7 separate regions of the Mus musculus genome follow, and regions 1, 2, 3, 4, 6 and 7 are each linked to region 5. The links are chromatin contacts, called in public HiCAR-type and promoter capture Hi-C maps. All regions are on one chromosome and are shown on one strand. Each heading gives the region's core, a stretch centred on a gene start, on an enhancer-like site or on the middle of the called end of the contact. The rest is flanking DNA. Distances are from core to core; before and after follow the strand shown. Region 1 holds the start of Rnf214 (ring finger protein 214). Region 2 holds the start of Bace1 (beta-site APP cleaving enzyme 1). Region 3 overlaps Arhgef12 (Rho guanine nucleotide exchange factor (GEF) 12). Region 4 holds the start of D630033O11Rik (RIKEN cDNA D630033O11 gene). Region 5 holds the start of Dpagt1 (dolichyl-phosphate (UDP-N-acetylglucosamine) acetylglucosaminephosphotransferase 1 (GlcNAc-1-P transferase)). Region 6 holds the start of Sik3 (SIK family kinase 3). Region 7 holds the start of Bud13 (BUD13 homolog).

The links. Promoter capture Hi-C pulls out the DNA fragments that hold promoters and counts their contacts. HiCAR-type assays count read pairs that join an accessible place to other places.
Region 1: a contact with region 5 is called in a HiCAR-type map of astrocytes, with 4 times the contacts expected there. The contact joins the promoter of Rnf214 here to the promoter of Dpagt1 in region 5. A contact is called at or near these places in 3 of 39 promoter capture datasets (liver and pre-B cells) and 1 of 115 datasets of contacts at active chromatin or transcription factors (astrocytes).
Region 2: a contact with region 5 is called in a promoter capture Hi-C map of liver, with 2.5 times the contacts expected there. The contact joins the promoter of Bace1 here to the promoter of Dpagt1 in region 5.
Region 3: a contact with region 5 is called in a promoter capture Hi-C map of liver, with 2.6 times the contacts expected there. The contact joins the enhancer-like site here to the promoter of Dpagt1 in region 5. A contact is called at or near these places in 4 of 39 promoter capture datasets (3T3-L1-derived adipocytes, the C10 cell line and liver), 1 of 115 datasets of contacts at active chromatin or transcription factors (stem cell-derived neural progenitor cells) and 1 of 9 other capture datasets (adipose tissue).
Region 4: a promoter capture Hi-C map of liver shows a contact between it and region 5, with 2.2 times the contacts expected there. The contact joins the promoter of D630033O11Rik here to the promoter of Dpagt1 in region 5. A contact is called at or near these places in 6 of 39 promoter capture datasets (the 3T3-L1 cell line, 3T3-L1-derived adipocytes, cranial neural crest and 1 more).
Region 6: a contact with region 5 is called in a promoter capture Hi-C map of pre-B cells, with 2.5 times the contacts expected there. The contact joins the promoter of Sik3 here to the promoter of Dpagt1 in region 5. A contact is called at or near these places in 3 of 39 promoter capture datasets (hematopoietic stem and progenitor cells, liver and pre-B cells).
Region 7: a promoter capture Hi-C map of pre-B cells shows a contact between it and region 5. The contact joins the promoter of Bud13 here to the promoter of Dpagt1 in region 5.

The regions. Positions count from the first base shown.
Region 1 is chr9:45,905,055-45,908,916 of GRCm38.p6, forward strand. Rnf214 (ring finger protein 214) reads right to left here and starts at 1,857. Exons shown (of 14, transcript NM_178709.5): 1 at 1,298-1,857. It overlaps Pcsk7 (proprotein convertase subtilisin/kexin type 7), which reads left to right and starts at 1,515. Exons shown (of 17, transcript NM_008794.2): 1 at 1,515-1,985; 2 at 3,474-3,597.
Region 2 is chr9:45,835,916-45,839,795 of GRCm38.p6, forward strand. It overlaps Bace1 (beta-site APP cleaving enzyme 1), which reads left to right and starts at 2,630. Exons shown (of 9, transcript NM_011792.6): 1 at 2,630-3,373. The coding sequence starts at 3,113. It also overlaps the pseudogene Gm7286.
Region 3 is chr9:43,094,064-43,097,730 of GRCm38.p6, forward strand. The region is part of intron 1 of Arhgef12 (Rho guanine nucleotide exchange factor (GEF) 12); the gene reads right to left. Among named protein-coding and RNA genes, the nearest start is that of Arhgef12, 9.8 kb to the right of the region's middle. Within about 2 kb of position 1,813, at least 55 of the 459 cell types and tissues checked have an H3K27ac peak or open chromatin away from gene starts, as enhancers often do. A contact at or near this core is called in liver, where this site is marked.
Region 4 is chr9:43,258,027-43,261,514 of GRCm38.p6, forward strand. D630033O11Rik (RIKEN cDNA D630033O11 gene) reads left to right here and starts at 1,853. Exons shown (of 3, transcript NR_168927.1): 1 at 1,853-2,033.
Region 5 is chr9:44,325,473-44,329,012 of GRCm38.p6, forward strand. It overlaps Dpagt1 (dolichyl-phosphate (UDP-N-acetylglucosamine) acetylglucosaminephosphotransferase 1 (GlcNAc-1-P transferase)), which reads left to right and starts at 1,343. Exons shown (of 9, transcript NM_007875.3): 1 at 1,343-1,733; 2 at 2,080-2,200; 3 at 2,481-2,694; 4 at 3,519-3,540. The coding sequence starts at 1,567.
Region 6 is chr9:46,010,546-46,014,209 of GRCm38.p6, forward strand. Sik3 (SIK family kinase 3) reads left to right here and starts at 2,275. Exons shown (of 25, transcript NM_027498.3): 1 at 2,275-2,585. The coding sequence starts at 2,313. It also overlaps a transcript of Pafah1b2 not described here.
Region 7 is chr9:46,281,103-46,284,677 of GRCm38.p6, forward strand. It overlaps Bud13 (BUD13 homolog), which reads left to right and starts at 1,910. Exons shown (of 10, transcript NM_146000.2): 1 at 1,910-2,071. The coding sequence starts at 1,929. Zpr1 (ZPR1 zinc finger) reads left to right here. Exons shown (of 14, transcript NM_011752.2): 14 at 1-1,541. The coding sequence ends at 70.

The DNA of each region.
Region 1 (3,862 bases), core at 607-3,106, 1.6 Mb after region 5:
CGGCCATAAGTCCCAGTCAGCACTGCCCTCAGGCGCTGTCATACACATAAACATAAGGCAGACTACTTTTGTTCTGGACAGAAATGCAGTCATTCCAAACAGACGATAATCTGATAAGAATTTTCTGAATGGTCCACATACCTACCTCCATTTATTAAAGTTGACCTTTTTGGCCAAGATTCAATAATATGTTTAAATCCCTTTTGGCTGTTGCAGTCAAAGCATTCTCTATTAATTTAAGTGATAGGGTTTATGTGAGGTGTTTCCAAGAACAAGTCACCCCGGACCATCTCTGTGGGGTGTCTTTTAGCCTGACAGTATTCCTTTCCTACAGATGGGAATGTCTGGTATCTGCCAACGCCCCACTAACAAGTTACCATTGAGTCACAGGCTACTACTCAGTTACTCCAGGAGAAAAGGGAGATGTTGAAAAACATGGTAACTCAAGTAAGGGAACCCAAGAAGACGGTTTTTTACATTTTTATTTTTAAGAGCATCTTTTTTGCTGCAAAATAAACTCGGCCTTCTATGGTAACAAGAAAAACTAGGTGGTAAAAGTAGGATTAGTTCCCATTCCTGCTTTTATTTTGACAGCATCCCATGAATAGAATATCTCTGAACCCAGAAGAATGCACAAGAGCAGATACCGAGTCGGGCTGAATCAATAGTCACAGCTCAGTGCCTCAGTTTCCTCTCATAATAAAAAGCTCCTAGGTGAAAATGGGCCCTGAAACGCCATTATTGCATCTCGGATGCAATCAGTCTGCCTACAATAGGGTCGAGATCATTGCCTCCAACAGGGAACAAGGTCTGGGTCACCGATGCCCAGTAAACGAAAACCTTAGGGCAAGGGTCATACGTGAAACTCCGCAGCTAGAGCCCCAAACGAGAGGGATGGGGGGTGGGGTCGCACATCTGGCTCAAGAGCCCAGTGTGCCCAAGGGAATCCCGCAAGGCAGTGATGGTCACCAGTCAGGCGGCGACGCAGAAGGGGACAATGGGGGGAAGCTGCGCCGGGTGGTCACCGCCACTCTTCACAGGGAGCTGCCGCTACGCTGGCCCTTGGCACTGGCCAGCGCCACCTCCACCCCTTCCCCTCCGTCCTCACCGGCCGCCAGCTCCCGTCCCACTCCCAGGCCGGGCTCCCGCCCCTGTCCCCGCCGCCCCCTCCCCGCCGCCCCCTCCTCCTCCGCCGCGCCCCCCTAGTCCCGCCGTCCCGACCCGCGCGCGCCGCCCCGCACACACCTCCCGCGCCGCGCCCCCGGGGAGCCAAGCGGGGGGGAGGGAAGGGACGCACCTGAGCGGGCGGAGCGGGGGAGGGGGCGGCCAAGCCTGGGGGAGGGGTCGAGCGCTGGCCCGCGCGCGGCACCTCCCACTTCCGGCGGCGCGAGCGCAAGGGGGCGAGGCCGGGGCGGCGAGAGGAGCGGAACCCGCGGGGTGAGCGGCCGCCACCGACGGCGCCCTCTGGCGGCAGGCGCGGACAGCGACCGGACAACGGAGCCGCTGAGGGGACCAGCCCTGAGACCCAAGCGGAGCCCGAGGGACACGCGGGCCAGAGAGACGGCGGCCGGATGGAGGCGAGAGCCTCTCTGAGGAGTTTATGGGGAAGAGTCAAGGCTATGGCAGTCCGACGGAGAAGAGCCGCGAGGGGTGTTTAGAGGTCGGAACCGGGATGGTCCTTACAGAGGACGCCATGAAGGACGAGGGCCCTGTGGCGGAGGGGGTCCTGTGGCGGAGGACACGAGGATTCGAGGCGCCGGAACTCCCACAGCCCTCACGGGCCTGTGACAGAAGCTGTCGGCGGAGCGCCCGGAGCTCGGCCCGCTGGTCAAGAGGCCGCAGGCCCAGCCGCTGATTGGCTGCGGCGCCGGGCGGAAGTGATGTCGCTGTCAGTGGCGCCTCCGGCTCCGGGGAAGCCGAGAGTTTCCGTAGGGTGGGGGCTGCGGCGGCAGCAGCAGCAGCGACAGTAGCAACAGAGGCTGTGGGTGAGTCGGGAAGAAATGTAGTGGAGGCTGGACCTCGGATATACGGGGGACCATGGACCGGGGCTGGTCGGCGTCTGCGGAGGAGGTCCTTCGCTGAGGGCACCTTGGGTCCTGGCGTGGGCGACCCCAGAGGGACCGGGTCTCCGGGTCGTAGGTTCCGGACAGCATCGGTCCTAAGGAGAGAGAGGCACATTGCACGGAGCAGCTGAGTCCGCGTGGGAGTGGGGGCATCAGAAAACTCACTCTGTACAGACCCTGGTTCCTGTGAGTGGGGAGGCGGGGCTTGAAGGACGGTGGTTTAAGAGCAGAATCTTGAGCAGGAAAGGTGCCCGTCTACCTTAGTTGAGGGTGATGGGAGTCTATTTTCAGAAAGTGCTTAAGATTTCTTGCTCAGAGGTCTGAGAATAAGTGCTGCTGTGCCTCTGGACCACAGGGAGAAAAAAACAAACAAACAAACAAAACAAAACAAAAACAAAACTCGGTTTCTCTTCCAGAAATCTCTGTTGGAACCTACAGAGATTGTAGGAGCCTGCCTGAGTGGATGGCTGCTATCAAACCAGACTTTGGATTTACTTATATGCAGACTAGGGAAGACACCTGGGTATCTTGGGCCAAATTGAAGCAGCCCCAGGGGCAGGAAGAATGTAATAGGAAATATGCCATGGAACTTAAGGACATGGTGGCCCACACCTATAATAACAGCAGTAAAGGGGTGGAAGCAAGAGTTCTCAGCCAACCTTTATTATATAAAGAAAGCTTGTTTAAGCCGGATGTTGGTGGCACACACCTTTGTTATCCCAGCACTCTGGAAGCGGAAGCAGGCTGGCTCTCTTGAGTTCCAGGCCAGCCTGGTATACAGAGGAAGGGAGGTCCAAGGAGTCTTTGGTAAAACAGTCTTTCCAGAATGTTTTAAGTCGGTACCATCCAAGTGTATGTCTGGACACCAAGACTGCTGCAGTGTGGGCTTGGTAGACAGTAGTGAGTTTTAAATGAGCTCAAGACCCCACATGTGCCTTGTTCCTGCCCCCACAGTTGCTCGAAAGTTCTAATTTGGTGGGGTTTTTTCCCCTTTGAGTGGTTGAAGACAGGGCTGGAGCCTGTGCCCTCACTGAAAATCCAACTTGGTGAGACGGGGCCAGCTCCTTAGTCCTTCTTGCCAGTCATTTCCTCTCTCCCAGTTACCCACATGCACTTATACTACATTTTATTTCCATTATCTGGCTTTCTCCCTGATTGACAGTTAGGTCTTGCTAAGCCCTTAAAGAAGCAAATGAAAATAACATGATAGGTTAAGAAGTGGGGTATCTGGGTTCTGTATTGGTGTGGCCTTATTGTGATGAATGTCTCCTAGTCTGTGGCCTGTTTTAGATCCCTGGAAATGACATTTAACACTGGTCACTGGTCAGGCCTGGCCTTCACTTTAGTTTCTGCTTTGCTGGCTTTAGTGGGACACCTTTTTGTTGTTGTTTCTGTACTTGGGGTCCACAGGTCTGCAGCTGTGTTCCCAGTCGACACTCACTGCTCACAGTGAAGGTGACATCTCCCTCCATTTTCACAAGATGAGTGTGGTATGGTTACCCAGGCCAGGACCTAAACTTCACAGAGAGCCCAGGTAGGAATGGCTCCACAATGGGAGATAGAAGTCCACTGGGAAAAAGACTTATGTTGTCTGTAAATAAGAGGGAGATAGAGCTGGGTGTGATGGCTCATGCCTGTAATCCCAGGTAGACACTGGTGGATCTCAGTGAATTTGAGGCCAGCCTGATGGTCTACATAGTGAGTTCCAGGACAGCCAGAGAGAGCTACATAGTGAGATCATGTTTTTAAAAAAGAAGGAGGAAGAGAAGGAGGAGGAGGAGGAGGGGTCCTGATGTTGT
Region 2 (3,880 bases), core at 1,380-3,879, 1.5 Mb after region 5:
GGTCCAGGGTTTCTTACTCCTTGGAGGCCATGTAGGTCATGAGGTCCACCACCCTGTTGCTGTAGCCGTGTTCATTGTCACACCAGGAAATGAGCTTGACAAAGTTGTCATTGAGAGCAGTGCCAGCCCCGGAATCAAAGGTGGAGGAGTGGGAGTTGCTGTTGAAGTTGCAGGAGACAACCTGATCCTCAATGTAGCCCAAGATGCCCTTTAGAGGGCCCTCAGATGCCTGCTTCACCACCTTCTTGATGTCATCATACTTGGCAGGTTTCTCCAAGCGGCATGTCAGATCCACGATGGACACATTGAAGGTAGGAACACGGAAGGCCATGTCAGTGAGCTTCCCATTCAGCTCTGGGATGACCTTGCCCACAGCCTTGGCAGCATCAGTGGATGCAGGGATGATTTTCTGGGCAGCCCCACAGCCATCACGCCACAGCTTTCCAGAGGGGCCATTCACAGTCTTCTGGGTGGCAATGATGGCATGAACCGTGGTCATGAGCCCTTCCACAATGCCAAAGTTGTCATGGATGACTTGGCCAGGGGGGCTAAGCAGTTGGTGGTGCAGGATGCATTGCTGACAATCTTGAGTGAGTTGTCATATTTCTCATGGTTCACATCCATCACAAACATGAGGGCATTGGCAGAAGGGATGGAGATGATGACCCTTTTGGCTCCACCCTTCAAGTGGGCCCCGGCCTTCTCCATGGTGGTGAAGACGCCAGTAGACTCCACAACATACTCAGCACAGGCCTTACCCCATTTGATGTTAGCGGGGTCTCGCTCCTGTAAGATCGTGATGGGCTTCCCATTGATGACAAGCTTCCCATTCTCAGCCTTGACTGTGCCATTGAATTTGCCGTGGGTGGAGTCAGACTGGAACACGTAGACCATGTAGTTGAGGTCAATGAAGGGGTCGTTGATGGCAACAATCTCCACTTTGCCATGTGGAGAGCAGATGGCAGCCCTGGTGACCAGGCGCCCAATACGGCCAAATCCGTTCACACCAACCTTCACCATTTTGTTTACGGGACGAGCCAGGCACTGCACAAGAAGAAGCGTCTGTCTCTGGAACAGGGAGGAGCAGAGAGCCCCTCAGCTTCTTTATTTAAGATGTTTCCTTCTAGTTTACCTTTTTTTTTCCTAATCAGAATGACTGCTGTATTTTATCGAGGGCTTTCCACCTCTGATAAATGATATGATGACACAGTCACACAGTTTTAAGCTATCAGGGCCCCAAAGCTCTTCATCTCAATGAGTATGCTGGAATGTCTCCCAGTGATATACCAATTTGAGAGCAACTGATCCTCACTCTGACTGATGGGAAGTAATCAGATGGGTCATGAGGATTCGTGACAGGAAACCATCAAAGACACAAACGGGCCGGGGGGTGGTGGCACACGCCTTTAATCCCAGCACTTGGGAGGTAGAGGCAGGCGGATTTCTGAGTTCGAGGCCAGCCTGGTCTACAGAGTGAGTTCCAGGACAGCCAGGGCTATACAGAGAAACCCTGTCTCCAAAACAAACAAACAAAAGAAAGACAAAGGGATTCAGGCATAGAAGAGGTGGCCACCTCATAGCTGGGGCAGGTTAAATGCTCTGAACAGAAGAGGCGGCAGGTCTCCCTGTCGGATCCCAGTGACTGGTTTGTTGACTGGAATACTCTCGTCCCTTTCACCTTGCTCCTCCAGCCTCTGCTCCTGAAAACACTTCCAATTTTAAGGTCACCTCTTCTAGATTGCCCATTTTTTGTTTCTTTTTTGAGGCAGAGTTTCTCTATGCAGTCCTGGCTGTCCTAGAACTACCTATGTAGAACAAACTGCCCTTGAATTTACAGAAATTCTCCTGCTGAGATTAAAGGCAGGTGCCTCAACATCCGGGGTATACCCCCAAATTTTGTTTTATTTTATTTTATTTATTGATTTTTATTTTATTCTTTTTTTTCTTTTTTTTTTTTTTTTTTTTTTTTTTTTTGGTTTTCGAGACAGGGCTTCTCTGTGTAGCCCTGGCTGTCCTGGAACTCACTCTGTAGACCAGGCTGGCCTGGAACTCAGAAATCCGCCTGCCTCTACCTCCTAAGTGCTGGGATTAAAGGCGTGCGCCACCACGCCCAGCTCTATTTATTGGTTTTTTGAGGCAGGTTTCCAGCTTACCCCAAAATTCTTAACATCACACTGTGGCAAGAATCACAGTTCTCCCCGGTTAATCTCTTTTTGGGATCTGTGCTTCTTTTTCTACTCCTGTGCAGGGGTAAAGTGGCTGGCATGCATGACAGGGTGCGCACGGGGGTGTGGGGGGGTGTTAACCAATGCTGATTCAGGAAAGTGAGGCAGGAGAATTGCATCAAAGTTGAAGCTAGCCTAGACTACACTGTATGTTTGCAGGACCCTGTACCCTAAATAAATAAATAAATAAATAAATAAATAAATAAATAAATAATGAAAGAAGGACTAGCAGATGAGAAGTGTATGATATTGGTTCCTTCTTGCTCTGCTAGAGCTAAGGAAATGCTTTCCCGCTAGGGTCTTGCAGAGTGAACTCCATCTCGGCAGAGGGCATCCCAGACCCCTTTCAGCTCCGGAAGCTGGGCTGTCTGCCATGGGAAGACTACACTTCCCAGAGATCCCAGGGAAAAGCAAAAACCCTTTGGCTTTGACAGCCACCGCCACAAGCCTTTCCGCCTCCCCAGCCTGCCTAGGTGCTGGGAGCTGGGAGCTGGATTATGGTGGCCTGAGCAGCCGACGCAGCCGTAGGAGCCCGGAGTCCCTGTCGGTCCCCAAGCTGCAAAGCCCGCCTGGAAGACCCCGAAAGCTACGGGCTCGGATAGCCATGCCCGCCCCTCCCAGCCCCACAAGGGGCCCGATCCCCCCGCTGGCGGCCGGCGTCCAGATGTAGCTGGGTCCCCTGGATCGCCATCGTCGTCTCCTCTCGTGCGCTACGGATTTCTCCTGCCCACTCTCCGCCGCCTGGACCGGGAACTGAGCGAGGGGCCTGCAGACTCTGCAGTCCTGATGCCGCCGAGGCCGCTCTCCTGAGAGAAGCCACCACCACCCAGACTTAGGGGCAGGCAAGAGGGACAGTCACCAACCGGACCACAAGGCCCGGGCTCACTATGGCCCCAGCGCTGCACTGGCTCCTGCTATGGGTGGGCTCGGGAATGCTGCCTGCCCAGGGAACCCATCTCGGCATCCGGCTGCCCCTTCGCAGCGGCCTGGCAGGGCCACCCCTGGGCCTGAGGCTGCCCCGGGAGACCGACGAGGAATCGGAGGAGCCTGGCCGGAGAGGCAGCTTTGTGGAGATGGTGGACAACCTGAGGGGAAAGTCCGGCCAGGGCTACTATGTGGAGATGACCGTAGGCAGCCCCCCACAGACGGTAAGGTGGTCAGATCTAGCAACCCTCCTTCATGCATGGTAGAGGGGTGATAGGGTAGAGATGAAGCAGCCTGCCCTGATAAAATGGTTTGTTTAGTGGGTGCAGAATGACCGCCCGCTCCTATTCCTCCAGGATCCGGTTGGGAGTAGCCTTTCCATTTCCCGCCCCCTCTCACTGGCATCCAAGCCCCAGGACTGACTACTCACCTCTCACTCCCACTGCCCCATCCCCCCACGCCCAAGAAAGCACTTCAGTGGTGGCTGACCCTGGGGAAGGGCCAGGCACGGGGACACTGTAACAGGTGTCAGTGGCCGGAGTCTCTCATATTCCATCTCCACACTCTCCCCTACTCTAGTGTTGCGGGGGGGGGGGGGGTATCTAAGATCCCCACCTTCATCTTCTTGAGAACCCAAAATCCTGGCACCAGTTGGATCAATCAGCCCCTTACTCTAAGTCTGGGCTGCCATAAGCCAACAAAGTGAGAGTCTTAGTAACATCCATGTAGCC
Region 3 (3,667 bases), core at 563-3,062, 1.2 Mb before region 5:
TGTTGCAATGTTATTTTTCCCCCAGAGGTTGATTACCTGCTTCTGTTACTTACACACACCACCACCACCACCATCTCCTCCTCCTCCTCCTCTTCCTCCTCCTCCTCCTCCTCCTCCTCCTCCTCCTCCTCCTCTTGCTCCTCCTCCTCCACCCTTACCACACCCCTAAATTGAGTAAAGACAAGGTTAAGAAAGTAGATCCTGTTGCAAACCTCCTCCAGGAACACTCCATGAAATCAAAACAAGATCTGGCTGTCAAACTCTACACACTCCATGAACATCCTCTCCAACTGACAGCTCTAGAGTTCTCAGCACCACTGTCTAACCACTAGACAATGAGGATATAATACAAGAAGTCACATGGAATCTCAGTGAGATATTTACTGGTGACCTCAGGATATCCAGAGGCTTCACTATAACCGCATGAGGAGAGGCAAGGGAAGAGAGAGATAAACCAAGACAGTCCATGCACTGATCACTGTTGAAGCTGACAGGAACACAGAGCTGACATAACACTCTGTATGTTAATAAGCCTGTCCCATACACTAAGAGCCTATAGAATAAGCGTGTACTGAGCACCTCCTGTGCTAGGCTGCATTATTGTCCCCACTTACTCAGCCCCCATAGTCCTTCCTTACAAAGATTACACCGCCTTACCAGTGACCACCTGTAGCAGAGTACATCCCTACCCCACTGATAATGAACCTTACCTTGTCCTAGTCTATGTCCTATGAGCTAATCTGATGTACATGTGACTGAACAAAAGCTTTAAGAGTCATCATATGCAGCCAGGTGTGGTGGTGCACGCCTTTAGTCCCAGCAATCAGGAGGCAGACACAGATAGACCTCTGATATTTGAGGCCAGCCTGGTCTATAGATCCAGTTTCAAGGACAGCCAGGGCTACACAGAGAAACCCTGTCTCAAAAAAACAAAAAAACAAAAACCAAAAAAACAAAAAGCCAGCATGTGCGTCCGTCAATGTCCTTGTCCTTTCTCTCTGACACAGTAACCATGAATTTCAAACGGGGATGTTCCTGCAGCCAGGTTCCAAAATAAGACCCAGGAAGTGATGATGCAGGCACTCCACACCTGACACTGCAATTCTGAGTAAGCTGGCAGATGACATCTACCACTTCAGGACAGATGAACAGAACATTAAAATGATGGGTTGCTGTGTTTCTGTAGTATTTCTAAGAGCAAGGGATGGTGTTGCACTAACTAAAGTGTAGTACACTTCTAACTACAACTCTCAGGACGTAGAGACAAGAGGATTCTGAGTTCAAGATTACTCTGAACACTCTCTGTCTCTGTCTCTGTCTCTCTCTATATATATGTGTGTGTGTGTATATATATATGTATCTATATGTATGTGTGTATATATATGTACATATATATGTATATGTGTGTGTATAGATAGATAGATAGATAGATAGATAGATAGATAGATAGATAGATATGGCAAGACCTTGTCTCCATGACAGGAAATAAATACAGTTATTTCTGAGTAGTGTGTCTGAAAACCAATGGAGGAAATTGAGGCAAAAGAGCAGGAAGATGACCTTACAGCATAAACTCATAATATTCATTGTCTCTTGGTATCTCTGCCACACCTGCATGTGTGTGTGTGTGCGTGCTCGTGCATTTACACACCCACGAGAGTCACAGCACCGGGAAAGCATAAGTGAGTGTTACAGTGCAGGTGTGTATAAGCCTGGGTGCCATGGCACTCATGGGGAGGCTGGAGGAAACTCTTGGGGTTTGGTTCTCACCTTCCGTCATGTGGGTTCCAAAGCTGGTGACAAGCACCATTACCCACTGTGCTATTTCGAAAGCCCAGAGACAAGATCTGTTATTGACCTGGAGTTTACTCATTGCCCACGCTAGTTGACAAATGAACCCCAGAGACCTGCCTGTCTCTACCCCACCCCAGTGCTGGGGCTACACATTACCACTGTGCCCCCCCCCCAGCTTTTACACTGGTGGCTAGGGATCCAAACTCGGGTCCTCACTTTACCAATTGAGCCATCCCCTCAGTCTCAGAAAGGAAACATTTCTAACTATGACTCTTGTGGTGACTAAAAACCACTTGAATGATCTTAAAAATCAACTGTGCCAGACTAACACTGTATTACATGTTTCTACTGCAGCTAAGCAATGTCTGAACATCACAATAACCTGCAAATACAATTACAAGTCATTTCTCACTTTTTATCCTAAACTCTCAAAGTACTTTATAAACACTGAGGTAGCCTTCGCATCACCTGACATACGGGTGTTATACTACATTGCAATCAGCTAGCCTTCTCCCACAAAACAGATACCCCTCAGGAGTAGTCACCCTGAGAAGTCTGGCCTAAGCAACCAATAAAACAGGAAATAAGCTGACAGTGTATGTGCCACCAACAATCTCCAAGAAGACTAGACCTTCACCCACAAGAACCACTTCCTCTGAGTAAACCACAGAGACACCAGGCAAACCACAGCAGATCAGCATGTGTGTTGACACAGGAAAGACCCATAACCTATCTAAACATCTACAAGAAAGCATGCTTGTACTGCACATATTTATGTACATTTGGGGACACTGTACTCTTCTAGTGGGTACTGTCTGCATTAAGTGATCAATTTCAAAGTTAATGCCTTCAGATGATATTGCTTTTATGCAATAATGACATTTTCTGAATCCATGGAAGATCTACAAAATCCTCTTTATTAATTATTTAAACTGAAATTTAATAATATATAAAATTGGGGCTGGTGAGATGGCTTAGTGGGTAAGGGCACCGGACTGCTCTTCCGAAGGTCTGGAGTTCAAATCCCAGCAACCACATGGTGGCTCACAACCATCCGTAACAAGATCTGATTCCCTCTTCTGGAGTGTCTGAAGACAGCTACAGTGTACTTACATATAATAAATAAATACATCTAAAAAAAAAAAAAAATGAGGCTCCGTCTGGTTTAAAAAAAAAATATATATATATATATAAAATTATAGTCTAACAGTAGTATCTTTAGTAACAACAATATACTTTATAATGTCAAAATAAGAGGCCACGTGATCAGTGGCTAACTGTAAGTTGGTTCCCTCTCCTCCATTCCTTCTCTCCTTTTTTTTTTTTGAGATACATTCTCATTATCCAACCTGAGCTGGTCTAGAACTCAAGATTCTCCTGCCTTAGGCCTCCAAGTGCTGGAATTAAAGCCATGTGCCACTACCATATTCTCTTATGCATTTCTAATTGCTGTGTGACTATTATTACAGTCCCAAGCCAGAAAGACTTTTTCCCCCCCTGGCTATTAGATCTGCTTGTCTCTAAACACAAGGAAGCCACCCAGGCCTGACTAAGACTTTAAAAACCACGAATCAGCATTTGAATTCATTAAAAATCATTCGGGCTTTGAGTCTGAAATCACAGCTGCACTGAGGCATGTCAGTTTAATACAGGAACCATAATGTGCTTCTTCTACTAAGAGTCAAAAACACATAGGAAAGCACTTTGAGAACAGCTGACCCTCAGCACCAGCATATACCACTCTGCAAGATCCAGATCTACACAGTCTGCCAGGTGTCAGCTCCACAAGTATCTCACAAACATCTCACACGTGGTTGCCTTTGATACTCCAGACATTCTAAGTCAAAAACATAAAACTATTTTCCAATTTCAA
Region 4 (3,488 bases), core at 603-3,102, 1.1 Mb before region 5:
TTAGCAGCCAGAGTCACAGGCTTCTCCCTCAGGTCTGTCTCCAGCGTACTCTGGAGACCGCAGTGTGAAGAGGACTCCCTGAAACTATGTGCTTCTACACCACAATGCAGTTCTACCCTTGACATATTCTCTATGAGAAGAAGCCCAACTCTAGACACCTCCTGCTGAGGAATGGTGGGCCTGGAAGGACATCTAGAAGGAGTTTGGAAGCAAAATTAGCTGATATCACTTTGGTTCTGGTGGACCTACTAAGTGCTCCCTTGAGACACTCTCAGGTCTCTTTGAATGACGGCATGCTCGGCTTTACCTGTCCCTTGGATATTTTATACTTATATCTACAGTTCACAAAAAATAACTCCCTTGAACTTGCTGTAGAGTCAAGGATGACCCTAACTTCTGATCCCCCTGCCCTACCTCTCTAGATGTGGGACTAGAGGTGTGGTCTAAACATGCCTGATTTACAGGTTGCTGGGGAAGGAATCGGAAATTCATAATGGTAGGCAAGCTCTCTCCTAACTGAGCTACACCCCTAGCTAATATTAACCCTTTACCTATTTCTATTAAATTGGAGCTTCCAGATGGGGAGATGAATTTGAGATCTGCCAATTTCCCCGGGAATGTAAGACTCTGGGGGAGGAGGTAGGTGTCTAGAAGTAGGTTTCCTACCTACTGAATGGACAATTGGGAATCTCTTGTCTTGTAGCTACTGCTATGAAGTAGGGTGGCACAGTGGTAGTATGGTGGGGTAGCTTGGTGGTTGTAGTGGTTTAAATGAAAATGATCCCATAGATTCTAGGGAGTGGTGCTATTTGAAAAGATTAAGTGCTGTGGCCTTGTTGGATTGGTGTGGACTTATCGGAGGAAGTGGGCTTCAAATGCTCCAGGCAGGCCCAGTGTCTGCACCCTTCTCTCCCTTCTGCCTACAGATCCAGGTGTAGAATTCTTGGTTACTTCTCTAGCATTAAGGCTGCCTCTATGCTGCCCTGCTTTCCACCATGATGAGGACAGACCAACCCTCAGCCAGCCCCAACTAAATGTTTTCCTTTATAAGAGTTGCTGTGGTCATGGCATCTATTCACAGAGATAAAACCCTAATGAAGACGCCCAAACGTTCTCTCTCTCCTGCTGCCTGCAGATCCAGATATAGAATTCCTAGCACCATGTCTGCCTACATGCTTGCATGCTTGCGCCATGACAATAATGGACTCTGAAATCATAAGCCAGCCCCAATTAAATGTTTTCTTTTTTAAGAGTTGCTGTGGCCATGATGTCTCTGCACAGCAATAAAAACCCTAAGACGGTGGTAGTGTGTGGCTCGGTAGTAGAGTGGGCCTCATCTTGTAGGGAATGCTCTTTCAGCCACAGAATTGCCTGTAACTGCTTCTAACTGCTCTCTCTCTCTCTCCCTTCTTTTTAATTTCTGTGAGAAGAATCCCAGTTTGCTTTCTCTGAGCTTTGTGTGTGTATGTGTGTGTGTGCGCGCACGCGTGCGTGTGAGCATCACAACTTGTATTTTCCCACTTAGCAAAATATTAATTATCCTACCCTGGAACCTCTCTGTCGGGTGTATTTTCCTCGTGCCACCCTCTAAGCTGTGGGGTACCAAGAAACTGCTGTGTTTTTCCCTCATCTCAGCAAGACTCCTGTAGTGTCTGAGGGGAGACCTGTCCCACCTCGCTGGGTGCAGGCTAACCTCTGTGCCTCACAGTGGCATCCAGTGCTCCTGCTGTCTCAGCACGGCTCACACAGTGTGGGAACCTGTCATTTTCCTCCAGGAGGCTGTGAACGTAACTGCACCTGTATTCACACTATCATCTGAATTCCCAATGCCTAGTGCAGTGTCTGGCATAGAGTCATGGCTCTCGGAGCAGTTCCAGTGAAGCAGGTAAATGAATGAAAATAAAGAAAATAATGAAAATAAGGAACAGAGTGAAGGAGGCGCAGCTTCCTGTCTGCACCACGGCATCGGTGTCACCTCTTGCACAGTCCCATATGGAACTTATGACTTGAGCCCTTCCTGCCCTGGGTGTCTGGTGAGTCCTAACCTCTGTCCCTGCCTACTGAGGGGGAAGGCTCCAGGGAGCAAGTGCAGCCAAACGCAGAGTTTGAAAGAGTCTTAGTGAACAAGCGATTGATGGTCATCTGGATCCACCATGGGAGAATTGGTCCCTGGTCGCTGAGAAGGAAAAGCCTCCGAATTCTAAGCACTGGCCTCTCGGGTCCCACTTCCCACTAACACAGTGAGCAGAAAATGGATTGGTTTTTCTCTGCTTCACAGATGAGGAGATTGTGGTGTGAGACGTGGAATTAAGCTTTACCCAAGGTGACAGAGCTGCCCAGGGACCAGGTTCAGGCTGAAGGGTTATTCTTTTTGTTGTTGTTGTTGTTGTTTTGTTTGTTTGTTTTTCGAGACAGGGTTTCTCTGTGTAGCCCTGGCTGTCCTGGAACTCACTCTGTAGACCAGGCTGGCCTTGAACTCAGAAATCTGCCTGCCTCTGCCTCCCAAGTGCTGGGATTAAAGGCATGCGCCACCACGCCCGGCTGGGTTATTCTTTTTTTAATAACTTCTGACCAACAGGATAGCTGAATGCAGCCTAGCCCCCAAATTGTAAACTTAGTTAAAACGCTATGTTCTATTTTTTGCAATTAAAAATAATTACTATGTTGTGTGTGTGAGAGAGAGAGAGAGAGAGAGACAGAGACAGAGACAGAGAGACACAGAGAGAGAGACAGAGAGACAGAGAGCACACAAGCACAACGTTCAGTCTCCTCTTCCATCACGTGGGTTCCAGGGCTTGAACTCAGGTCATCAGGCTTGGTGACAAGTCCTTGACCCATGGAGCCATCTGTTAGCTGCAATTTGTGTGGTTTGTGAGCACAAACAACTTGTGTAGCAATAACAAAAGGCTTGGCATGTCTGGGGGCATGCGCATGGTGGCTATGAGGGCTCTTAACTGAAATGAGAAAGAAAATGAGGGTGTGGGTGGGGTAGGGTTTGGTGGTGCGTGCGTGCGTGCGTGTGTGTGTGTGTGTGTGTGTGTGTGTGTGTGTGTGTGTGTGTGTGTGCAGCATGTATGGGGGATGGGTTGGCGGTGTGTGCAGTGTGTGTGTGTGTGTGGGTGCAGTATGTGCAGTGTGTGTGTGTGCAGCATGTATGGAGGGTGGCTTGGTGGTGTGTGCAGTGTGCGTGTGTGTGGTGGGTTGAGTGTGTGTGCAGTGGGTGGGGGTGGGGGTTGGTAGTGTGTGCAGTTGGGGCGGGGGCTCAGGCTGCATCCTGGAGCCTGATGCCTTCCAGCCTGTGCTGTGGAGAACAGAGAGAGAAGGGCAGAGCTGCTCATCCTGAGTTTGGGAGGGGGTGGAGGGGTGGGGTGGAGGGGAGGTCCAGAGGTGGAGGTAGAGAGGATGAGGGGATGAGGGATTGGGAGAGCTGCTGGGTCTCTTTTCTTAAAGTGGGTTGAGGCTCCAGTGAGGCGGTAGAGCTGGAAGCC
Region 5 (3,540 bases), core at 93-2,592:
TGTAGCCCTGGCTGTCCTGGAACTCACTCTGTAGACCAGGCTGGCCTTGAACTCAGAAATCCACCTGCCTCTGCCTCCCAAGTGCTGGGATTAAAGGCGTGGGCCACCACCACCCGGCTTTTTTTTTTTTTTTTTTAGATTTATTATATGTAAGTACACTGTAGCTGTCTTCAGACACACCAGAGGAGGGCGTCAGATCTCATTACGGATGGTTGTGAGCCACCATGTGGTTGCTGGGATTTGAACTCAGGACCTTCGGAAGAGCAGACTTAACCACTGAGCCTACTCTCCAGCCCTTAAGAAATTCTTTGACCTAAGTAGTGTCAACTTCACCCTGATTCTAGGAGTATGCTGTAATTCAAAAGGGGATGGACAAAACGCCATGTTATTGTCAACTCCCTAACTCTCTGTGGTGGATTCCTCTCTGAGGAAAACATTTGCCACCTAAGGGATCAATATTCCAGTGAACTGCTGTACTACTAGCGTGTACAGGTGTCAAAAGGCAAGTAAGTGACTGGGAGGAAGAAACTTGACTGGGAGGAAACCCACAAGCTCACTGGAGGTATGGACAAGCTCTCCTGCCTCGTTAGTTATTTGCAATGCGTCGGTTTCTGTCTATTTGGAAAGCGTTGGCACAGTGCTGTGATCCAACATCAAGTTTTAATCCCTGCTTTAATCGAAGACCTGAAAGCTCAAACAGTTTCCTCCTGGCGAAATGCAGCGGTAGGTTGCCCAGCAACAAACTGCTATAGTGGAGGCAGAAGGTGGGTGGGTTGTGGGAAAAGTACCTGGATCATGAACAAGAAAAAGGGCGGGAGGGGCTTTTCGAGTGTCTGAGCTTCCCAGGTTTTAAAAACCCTCCAGATTGTTCCTGAGTTTCTGGAACCAGTGTTTACGTCGGCAACAGTTTTCCTGCAAAGAGCGGGTGTGCTTCCACACTCTCATTCTTCCTGACCACGGCCAGCTCTCAGTAGCCATATTTCCAGCCCCAGGGCATCCCAGACTAAGCTCAGGCTGCTAGCCCTTTAAACCCGACCTGCGAGGGAGACGACGTGGAACCACAGAACTAGCGGTGTCAGCCACGTGGTACGAGGAAGCGTTCATGTTGGAACTGGGCAAAGCCTATTTCCACTCTGAGCTGCACAATATGATTGTTTCGAGAGTATCCACGTTCTTGTATTTTCTTCAGTTGAGTTTTCAAAAACGCTAATGGTACCACTCCTTTAGAACTAAAGCTTTGTTTAAAATAACACTACCGGTCCGGCTACAGTGCCCGTTTTAAAAATGGTGCTTCGGTCTTCAGCAGCGATAGTTCTTTCGCAATTAAGATCCGGGTGGAAACAATGGGTAGGTGCAGCGGGGCAGAGCCGAGGTTGCTTCCTAAGAGCTTCTTGCTGGTCAGGAGGGAGGGTCAGGTCCTAGCGTCCTAGCTGGGTTTTGTTCCCGCTGGCGCCGGAATCCTCTGCGGGTTGGGAGCCGCACTGCCGGCTGCCGAGGCCACGGGATTGTTCCTGGCTTACCAGTTAGCTGAGTAGGCGGCGGGGCGGCGGCCACCGGAGGGTCACCATGTGGGCCTTCCCGGAGTTGCCCCTGCCGCTGCCGCTGCTGGTGAATTTGATCGGCTCGCTGTTGGGATTCGTGGCTACAGTCACCCTCATCCCTGCCTTCCGTAGCCACTTTATCGCCGCGCGCCTCTGTGGCCAGGACCTCAACAAGCTCAGCCAGCAGCAGATGTGAGTAACCGCACGCGAGTGTCCTGGGTTGGGGGGGGGGGGGGCAGGATTGTGCAGAACAGGGGCAAGGACTGAGATGCTTGGCTTTGCACTAGCCGGAAAGCTAACCTAGGCACCCAGAACTCTGGGAGGTCATTAAAGTTGTCTATCCTTGGGAAGGACGGAATGGAACTGTTGGGTGTCAGGAGTTGTAGAGGGGTAGGTATCCTTTGCCCTGTGCACGCTCTCCCTACTCCCCAACAAACAAAATCCTGAGAAGGCCACTTTGGTTTACTGGGACCCCTACTATTGTGAGTGACCACGCCCCTTTCTTCTTCCTCCTCCACCCTTTCCCGCTGGGCCGCAGCCCAGAGTCCCAGGGAGTGATCAGCGGTGCTGTTTTCCTTATCATCCTCTTCTGCTTCATCCCTTTCCCCTTCCTGAACTGCTTCGTGGAGGAGCAGTGTAAGGCATTCCCCCACCATGAAGTAAGTGCACCAGTGGGGAAGTTATTAGCGGGCTGGCTGGGGCCGGGCACTTGAGTTGGGGTTATTTGGATTTGGGAAAAGGATGCTTGTGGCCACAACCATAGAGACAGGAATTCTTGGACTGGTGATATAGCTCGGTGGTAGAGCGCTTTCTCAGTATGTGAGTATGTGCAAGGACCCGGCGTTCAATCACCAACTCCGAAAAAAAAAATGGAAAAGACAGGAATTCTTGACAGAGTAGAAGTAGGTGTGAGTCATTACGTGCCCACTTCTCCCCCAGTTTGTGGCCCTAATAGGTGCCCTCCTTGCCATCTGCTGCATGATCTTCCTGGGGTTTGCTGATGATGTCCTCAATCTCCGCTGGCGCCACAAGCTGCTGCTGCCCACAGCTGCCTCACTACCTCTCCTCATGGTCTACTTCACAAACTTTGGCAATACAACCATCGTGGTGCCCAAGCCCTTCCGCTGGATTCTGGGCCTGCATTTGGACTTGGGTGAGTAACCTTGCCACTACTGCCCCTGTGGCACCTACTTTCTGGTACCCTTGCCTCTGAGGTCCCAATAGAGGACCCCTCCTGGTGGTCCATATCCCCATCAACCATTTCTTTTCTGTCCTTGTATCTACTTTCTCTCTTTTCCCTCCTTCTTCCCTATCTCTTATTTCCTTCCTGTTTCAAGGAAGTCATGCTTGCACTAAGACTTATTATCAAAGCTTTTCCTGTCTCTGTTTTGTATTTAAAACAAAAACAAAAACAAAAAAACAAAACAGGGTCATAGGGCTGATGAGATGGCTTAGCGGGTAAGAGCACTGACTGCTCTTCCGAAGGTTTGGAGTTCAAATCCCAGCAATCACATGGTGGCTCACAACCACCTGTAATGAGATCTGACACCATCTTCTGGTGTGTCTGAAGACAGCTACAGTGTACTTATCTTTGGGCCATAGCAAGCAGGGACTGAGGGAACAGGGTTGACCTGAGAGAGCAGAGGTCCTAAGTTCAATTCCCAACAACCAGATGAAGGCTCACAACTATCTGTACAGCTACAGTGTATACATAAAATAACAAATACATATACATAAAAATAAATAAATCTTTAAAAAACAAAACAAACAGGGTCACACACTAAATTGCCTTGAACTTATTTAGCCCTGGCAGGCCTTAAACAGGTAATCCTCCTGTCCCAGCCTTCCAAGTAGTTAGAATTATAGGCCTGAGCTACTAGACCTTGCCTATTTGGATCCTTTCTGGTGTTCCATTCATCTTGTGCTTTGTTCTGTTAACAAACAAATCCAAATCCTACTCCTCGCTGTGTCCCCCAGGGATCCTGTACTACGTCTACAT
Region 6 (3,664 bases), core at 1,025-3,524, 1.7 Mb after region 5:
GGCAGGCGGATTTCTGAGTTCGAGGCCAGGCTGGTCTACAGAGTGAGTTCCAGGACAGCCAGGGCCATATAGAGAAACCCTGTCTCGAAAAACCGAAAAAACAAAACAAAACAAAACAAAAACAAAAACAAAAAAACCCAAAAAAAGACAGGTCGAGCACACCTGTAACTCCTGTATTTGGGAAGTGGAAGCAGAGAGATCACAGATTCAAGGTTGTCCTTGGTTACCCAGAACTTCTGAAATCAGCCAGGGCAAAATGAAACTTTGCTTAGCTGGGTGTGGGTGTGGTAGCTACAAGCCTTTAATCCAGCACAGGGGAAGCAGAGGCAGGTGGATCTGTGTGTTTGAGGCTGGCTTGATTACGTATTCAGTTCCAGGATATCCAGGACTACATGGAGAGAGACTGTCTCAGAGAGAGAGAGAGAGAGAGAGAGAGAGAGAGAGAGAGAAAGAAGAAGAAGAAGAAGAAGAAGAAGAGAGAATTTGATCAAAACAAACAAATTTTCCAATTATGTCTAAATGTCTAAGAGTGGAAGACACTCTGGGTGCACAGCCTAGACAAGAGTGGCTTCAGTACTGATTCTAAGCCTTCCAGAGAGAAAGCTTGTTTTTCTTTGTCTTACCAGGAGAGCTCCCCACCTCCAGGGAGATGGTAAACCTCATTCTGAGGTCCAGCCCCTAAGTTATTGGCTTTGCTAGATTCCAGCAAGGGCCATGAAGTTGTAAGGGCCACACCCAATCATTCATCTCAGATTTCGTAATCTCACTTGATGAATAGGTTTAAGCAGCCTAAGAAGCAAGGTCCACTTCATCCCTGTCTTTATTTGCTTGTAAAGGAGCCAATTAGTGTTAATTGTGCTGGCAATTTGAAATAGCCACCAGGGAACTGATTCAAGGCAGTTGTGGGATGACCCCTCTGTCCCATCCTAGACCCAGCCATTACTTATGTCACATGGGGGGAATCAGAACATTGGGGAAAGACCTGTGGTCAGAAAGGGTAAGCATGTATTTCCTTTCTCACATACCCAGTGACCTGGATGTCACTTTTTGATACTGCACAGAGATGTGACAATACTCCTGTGCCATGGAGGGAGATACAGGTGTGGGTAGAATAGCACTGGATACATGAGATACAATTATATAGAGGAATGCACACAGCCTTCTTCCTTCCTTTTCTAACGGACCAAAGGCTATCTCTCCTTTACAGCCCAATTTCCTATCCCCACCAGAGGCAGATAAATCAATCTACTTAATAAGGAAGGAGGAGGGGGAGAGGCTCAGTTACAGCCCAGGATGTGGAATGTCAGATAACAGGAGGGAAGAAAGAGGGATATGAGTTTTATTGCAGGGGTTATTAATTTGATCACTCTTAATGTCCTTGGAGAGTCATTAGTAGGGATGGAATTTATATTAGTTACTCGTTTTGCTTAACGGATTGCTCATCTTTAAGCATGACGTGGCCCTGAATGCAACACACTTCACCAGTACTAACCCAGCAACAGAAAACGAGTGAAGAGATTCTGACCAACTGGCTGGAGAATTGTTCCGAGTCAGGGGTGGCAGGAAGGAAAATGACGGTCCTTTTCTGGCCCTCACCCACCCAAAGACTGGAACGCATGTTTGGGATGGGTTCAACATCCTTGAATATGCAAACTCTAATTTCCGCACTCTTCTGTGTTCGATGACTTATTAGATTGATTGTACGAAGTGAGCTGGGCTTTGTAAGAGTTTTTGCTGAACAATTCCCCTGCCTTGCTACCAACTTGGTTACAGTTGCTTAAATACTGTAGCTATTCCTGCCTCTGTGGCCTCCAGGGCTAAAGTGGGACAAGGCTGGTATTTTTGGTGACGAGGAAATCCTTTTAAGGGAGGTTTGGTGATGACTGAACTGGGACACAGGTCGGAGCAGGGATCCCATCAGCGAACCAGGGGCCATCGGGAGTCTGGTTCTGGGGTCTCCCCATCTCATATCCCTACCTCGCTAGGCGCGGCGGAAGCTTAGAAGTTGCTGCTGACCCTCGACGTTTTCAATGCCTGTTCCCCAGAGGGGGGCACTAGGGAGCCGGCGCCTCAGGAACAGGGACCCACGCGGGAAGGTCGAGCTCGCCCGGTGAGGTCACGGTTGCCATGGCTTCGGGCAGTGACGCGCGTCCGCACGTGACGCGCGGTTGCCATGGCGTCGGGCGCCCGGCGGCGCGGGAGCCCCGCCTCCCGGAGTGACGTCTGTCGGCAACCCCCCTCTTTCGGCCCCCCCGCGCCCCCTCCCCCCCGGCCGGCTCCCCGCGGCCCCGGAGGTTTCACTGCACAACAAGATGGCGGCGGCGGCGGCGAGCGGAGCTGGCGGGGTTGCCGTGGCCGGAGCAGGGGGAGCCGGGCCGGCCGGCCGCCTGCTGCCTCCGCCCGCCGCGGGGCCCCCGGCAGCCCCCGCCGCAGTGCCCCCGGCCGCCGTCCCGGCGCGTCCCACAGCCCCGGCCTCCCGCGGGTCGATGGCCGCTCGCATCGGCTACTACGAGATCGACCGCACCATCGGCAAGGGCAACTTCGCTGTGGTCAAGCGGGCCACGCACCTCGTCACCAAGGCCAAGGTAGTGGCGCTGGGGACCGCGCGGCTGCGGGCTGCGCTGCCCGGGGGGCGTTGCAGCAGGGCGGTGGGGCCAGGGGAGTCCGCGATTCCCCGGGGCTCGGGTCAGGGTCAGCAGTGGGGACCGGTGCTGGCGGGAGAAGGCAGGGACCTCAGAGCGGAGGGGTTCCGGAAGGGGGGGCTCCGGGAACTTAGCAGCTGGACATCGGAGAGGTCCCCAGGGCTGTGCGCAGGGTCGGGGGGGGGGGGTGACTGGAAAGGAGGCGTTGGAACTCTCTGGGGGCCGGCGGACTGCACGCCAGGAAGACTCCGGAACCAGCAATTAGGAAACCATCAGAACGAGGGCAGGGGCATATGAAATGTGGACCACAGGATGGGGGAGACGCGCAAACTGGCTGCCTCAGGCTTCCCAGGACGGCTGGGGCATGGGGCTGAGGGTGTGCGGTGGGGTGCAAGACACCGGGAAGAGAAGGACCTGGCACCTATACCAGAGAAAGGAATCCACGTTTGATTATTTAAGACGGGGAGATGGTGTCAGTTGTAAGCCTGAGGAAGTATACTTGATTATGGGAAGAGTCAGTGAAGAAAGCAGGGAAATAAGGGGGAAAAAAATGGAATGGACCCATGACCAGATGTCCCAAGGCTCAGGGTTCCTGGTGACACTAGCTAACCAAGGGTTAAACAATTTAGGATAAGATGGTTTGCTGGTTATTTTTAGTTGTCAGAGGGTCTGAAATGGTGGGCTTTTTAGAACTCGGGGTGGGCTTTTCAGTAGGGAAGGGAACCGTGGGATTGGCACGACAGAATTCCACTCATTTGGGCCCTTTGGTTCCCAAGGGATTTGAGGAGCTGTAGTAGTGAAACTGGCCAAGGTCAGTTAGGAAACCATGTATGTATACGCATGTAGTATATTTTTTAAAGGACTCAGAGGGTAGCACTTTTACCTATCTTTCTTCATTGAGAGTATCAAGGAAAATCATTCAGTTTTGATGGAAGCCACAAAACCCATTTGAATTCCCAACTCGTCTTTGCTCAATACCTCACTTAAATGGATACTTTTAACGTAGTAGTCATTCCTTATAT
Region 7 (3,575 bases), core at 660-3,159, 2.0 Mb after region 5:
AAATGAGGAGCTCGGGCTCAATGACATGAAGACAGAGGGCTATGAGGCGGGCCTGGCCCCACAGCGGTAGCAGTGGCCAGCTCACTGGCCAGCTACAGTGCCACTCACACTGCAGGGTTATCTGTTACTGTGGGGAACTGACGAGGAGTGCTCAAGCCCTCGTCCATGGTGAAGAGGTTACCACTTGAGTTAGAAATGTAAGCACCCAAGATTAGCAGCTGACGGACGAGGCAGCTGCAGCCCTACTGTGCTCCTTGACCTTCTTTTGGAGGTTTTAAAGTCGGCGTGAGAAGAATCCCAGAAACACCAGGCGGTCTGCCATCACCGTTTGCCTGTCAGCTCTCTGACCTCCAGTGCTGGACCTTTGAAGTCTGGGGAAGTGAAATACAAGTTTCTGCTGGCTCTGGGCATGTGAAGTACTGACTCAGCAGGGAAGGATGTCGGAGGGGCCGAGCAGGCACAGGTGAAGACGCCACATTAAAGTGATGGCCTTTAAACGACACCCGCCTCTGCGTTCATGTCCTTACTGATTACCATGTGCTAGACTAAGCTGGGTCACACTGAGTCACACTCAGCTCCGAGGAGACTGAGGACAGCTTGGGCCATGCAGTGAGAGTCCGTCTTCATGAAAAGAAATGAGGAAGGAAAAACCAGTTTAGTTTCCTAAGCAAATCTTTCTTGAGGTGGCTGCTGTAGAGGCAGCATTTGATTCACTCCAATAGGCCATCCTGTCTGCTCTGAGCCAGGTACACCTGTGTGGAGTCTAGCTGTTCTCATGCAGCTTAAAGCAGTCTGGAAAAGCAGGGTGGCACACACCTTTAATCCCAGCAGAGGCAGGTGGTTCTATGAGTTTGAAGCCGATTTGGTCTACAGAGGAAGTTCCAGGACAGCCTGGGCTACACAGAAAAACCCTGATTCAAGACAAAACGAATTCAAACTGGATAACCAGCACCATCCTTGTTTGGCCTCTGCTAGCAAAAATTAGAGCCAGGCAGTATGAAGATGTGTGGGTTCCTGTACTTACCCGAAAGTTCTTATTATCTATAAAGGAGGCTAATAAAACTGAAGGGTAGGTCATGGTGTCCAGCCACTTGAGAGGCTGAGGAGGAAGGCTAACAAATTCAGGGGCAGCTTAGGCAATTTAGATCTTCAACATTCAAAAGAGTGGGGATGTAGTTCTATAGAACTCCTGCATACCATGTGCAAAAGGCCTTGGGTTTAATCCTCGGTGCTGGATGAAAGAAAAAAAAATTGTGAGGGTTAAGTGAGAAGTCATAAAACACTTAACCCTTTATAGAAGAAACTCCAGAATCTTCCTGGTTTCTTTGCCACACTGACCACGAATCCATTTCACTGGGAAGAGTTTATATCATTTTTTAGAAAGACATATCAAAGGTGAGAAGGTCAGTACAGGTTTGATAAAAACCTATCAAACTTTTATAGTCACAAGTTTGACTTCCCCTAAATGGTACCCGGAAGCCTCTTCCAGCAGACTTCCCACCAAAAGGTATTTATAGCAATAAAAGTGATTGAAATTGAAACGTTTGGTACAGCGTCCATTATTAAAACGCTGCTCAAGAATGTGCCCCTAGTGGTACAGCTATGGTAAGTCCCACCATTCATACAGGTGTTCTTCCTTACTCTGGCGCTGATGCTGCCAGGGTAGGATCATGTTACATCGGCCTGTGGCTTCTCAGCTGAGACAGCGTGGGCTGCAGGCTGTTGCACCGATTCGTCGTCTCAGGAAAAGCACAGCCAGCCCGAGATGCACGCACTCTCCCCTGGAGCCTCTTAAGGCTCAAGTCTTTAAGTCCAGCAGTTCAAAAAGTCCCCGTCCTAAAGCTTCCGCTTCTGGCTCCACCCCTACCGTTTCGCGTTGAAGAATTTTGTCCCCCACGCCGAGCTGTTGCCCCGCCCTCGCCGCTGCCATGGCGGCAGCTCCGCCACTCACCAAAGCTGAGTATCTGAAGCGTTACTTGTCTGGGACAGATGCTGGCTTGGAAGGAGGTCCCGAGGCCGGTCGCAAGCGGCGCAAAAAACGGCCGAAGCCTGGAGGCGCTGGCGGCAAGGGGTGAGTGGACTGGTGAGGTGTCGCGCTGCCCGGTGGCGCCCTCGGCCGCAGCTCTTCCTCGTCCTGGCCCGCGCGGTGCTGCCGACCCCGGCCCGAGCTCAGGCCCCGCTCCACTGCCCCGGGGCGGGATTGTAGCTGCCACTGGCAGCTCAGACCTCATCCTCTGAGCAGCGCCTTCCTTGTGTTAAAGGCAGCTAGAACTTAACTCACTTTCTCCCCGCGTTTGTAGCTTACGTCGTTCCATGTACAGATTGAAAGTCGTGTCCAAGAATAGCAAAGCTGATTCAAACCTTTTTCTTTCTCACTTTATTTCTCTCTTTCTCCCTTCCCTTCTCTTTCTTTCCTTCTTCTTTTTCTCTTCCCTCTTCTTTCTTTCTTTCTTTCTTTCTTTCTTTCTTTCTAGATCCAAAAATCTCTTTCTGAGGGTTCCAAAGTGCCAGGAACTGATCTGGAATCAAAGACCCATATCCTATTACTCACATCTACTACTAACAGTAACAACTAAAATGGGAACAGTTCACATCCTGTGCCTGGCCTCTTTCTAAAATAGTTGACCATATAGCTTTCAGAACATTGTAATGGAGCAGACATTTATATTAAACACTATACTTCCAGATTGCAAAGAGATGTGCTGAGACAGAGTTCAGATGAAATGTCCATTAGTAACTTGGCCACTGGAATCTGGAAAGGTTGGGTTAGGATATCCAACATCAACCTACAGAACAAAAGGAAATGTCTGTATTTGTAGGCTTTAGAGCAGCAGCCCTAAGTTTAGCAGCTTACTGAAGGTGCTATTTTGGATAGAAAGTTGAAACTCTGGGGGCTAATTCCATTCTCACACTCCACCCCCAGGTCTACTAAATGCTTATCAGCTTAAAGAGAGTACTAGATAGGATACAAAGTGTGGCTCACCCTCTCTGTGGGGCAGTATCATGGTCTAACAGTATTATTACCGTATGGTCCATTGAACTGGGTCGAATTAGTCCCTCATTTCCACACTTCTCTTCATTAGAGCTTGAGCATGACCTCATTTATAGATGGAATCTTTGTGGTGTTACCAGTTAAGATGAGCCTATATTCAGTTAAGGTGGTGTTGAATTCAGTGTGGCTGATGTCCCTGGAAGAAGGGGCAATGGCATGCAGGGGGAAAGTTTAAGCTTTGGAGCAATACTGATTAGAATTAGAATCCTAGCTGTGCTACTTATAGCCTGAGTGGTCCAGGGCAAGAGATGTTCATCTCAGCCGGGCGTGGTGGCACACGCCTTTAATCCCAGCACTCGGGAGGCAGAGGCAGGCGGATTTCTGAGTTTGAGGCCAGCCTGGTCTACAAAGTGAGTTCCAGGACAGCCAGGGCTACACAGAGAAACCCTGTCTCAAAAAACCAAAAAAAAAAAAAAAAAAAAGAGAGAGATGTTCATCTCTCTGAGCCTGAAGTCCCAGCCCCTTACTACTTGTCTGAAATGGTTGTTGTGATTAAAGCTGTGTCATGTGTTCCTGGCATTTC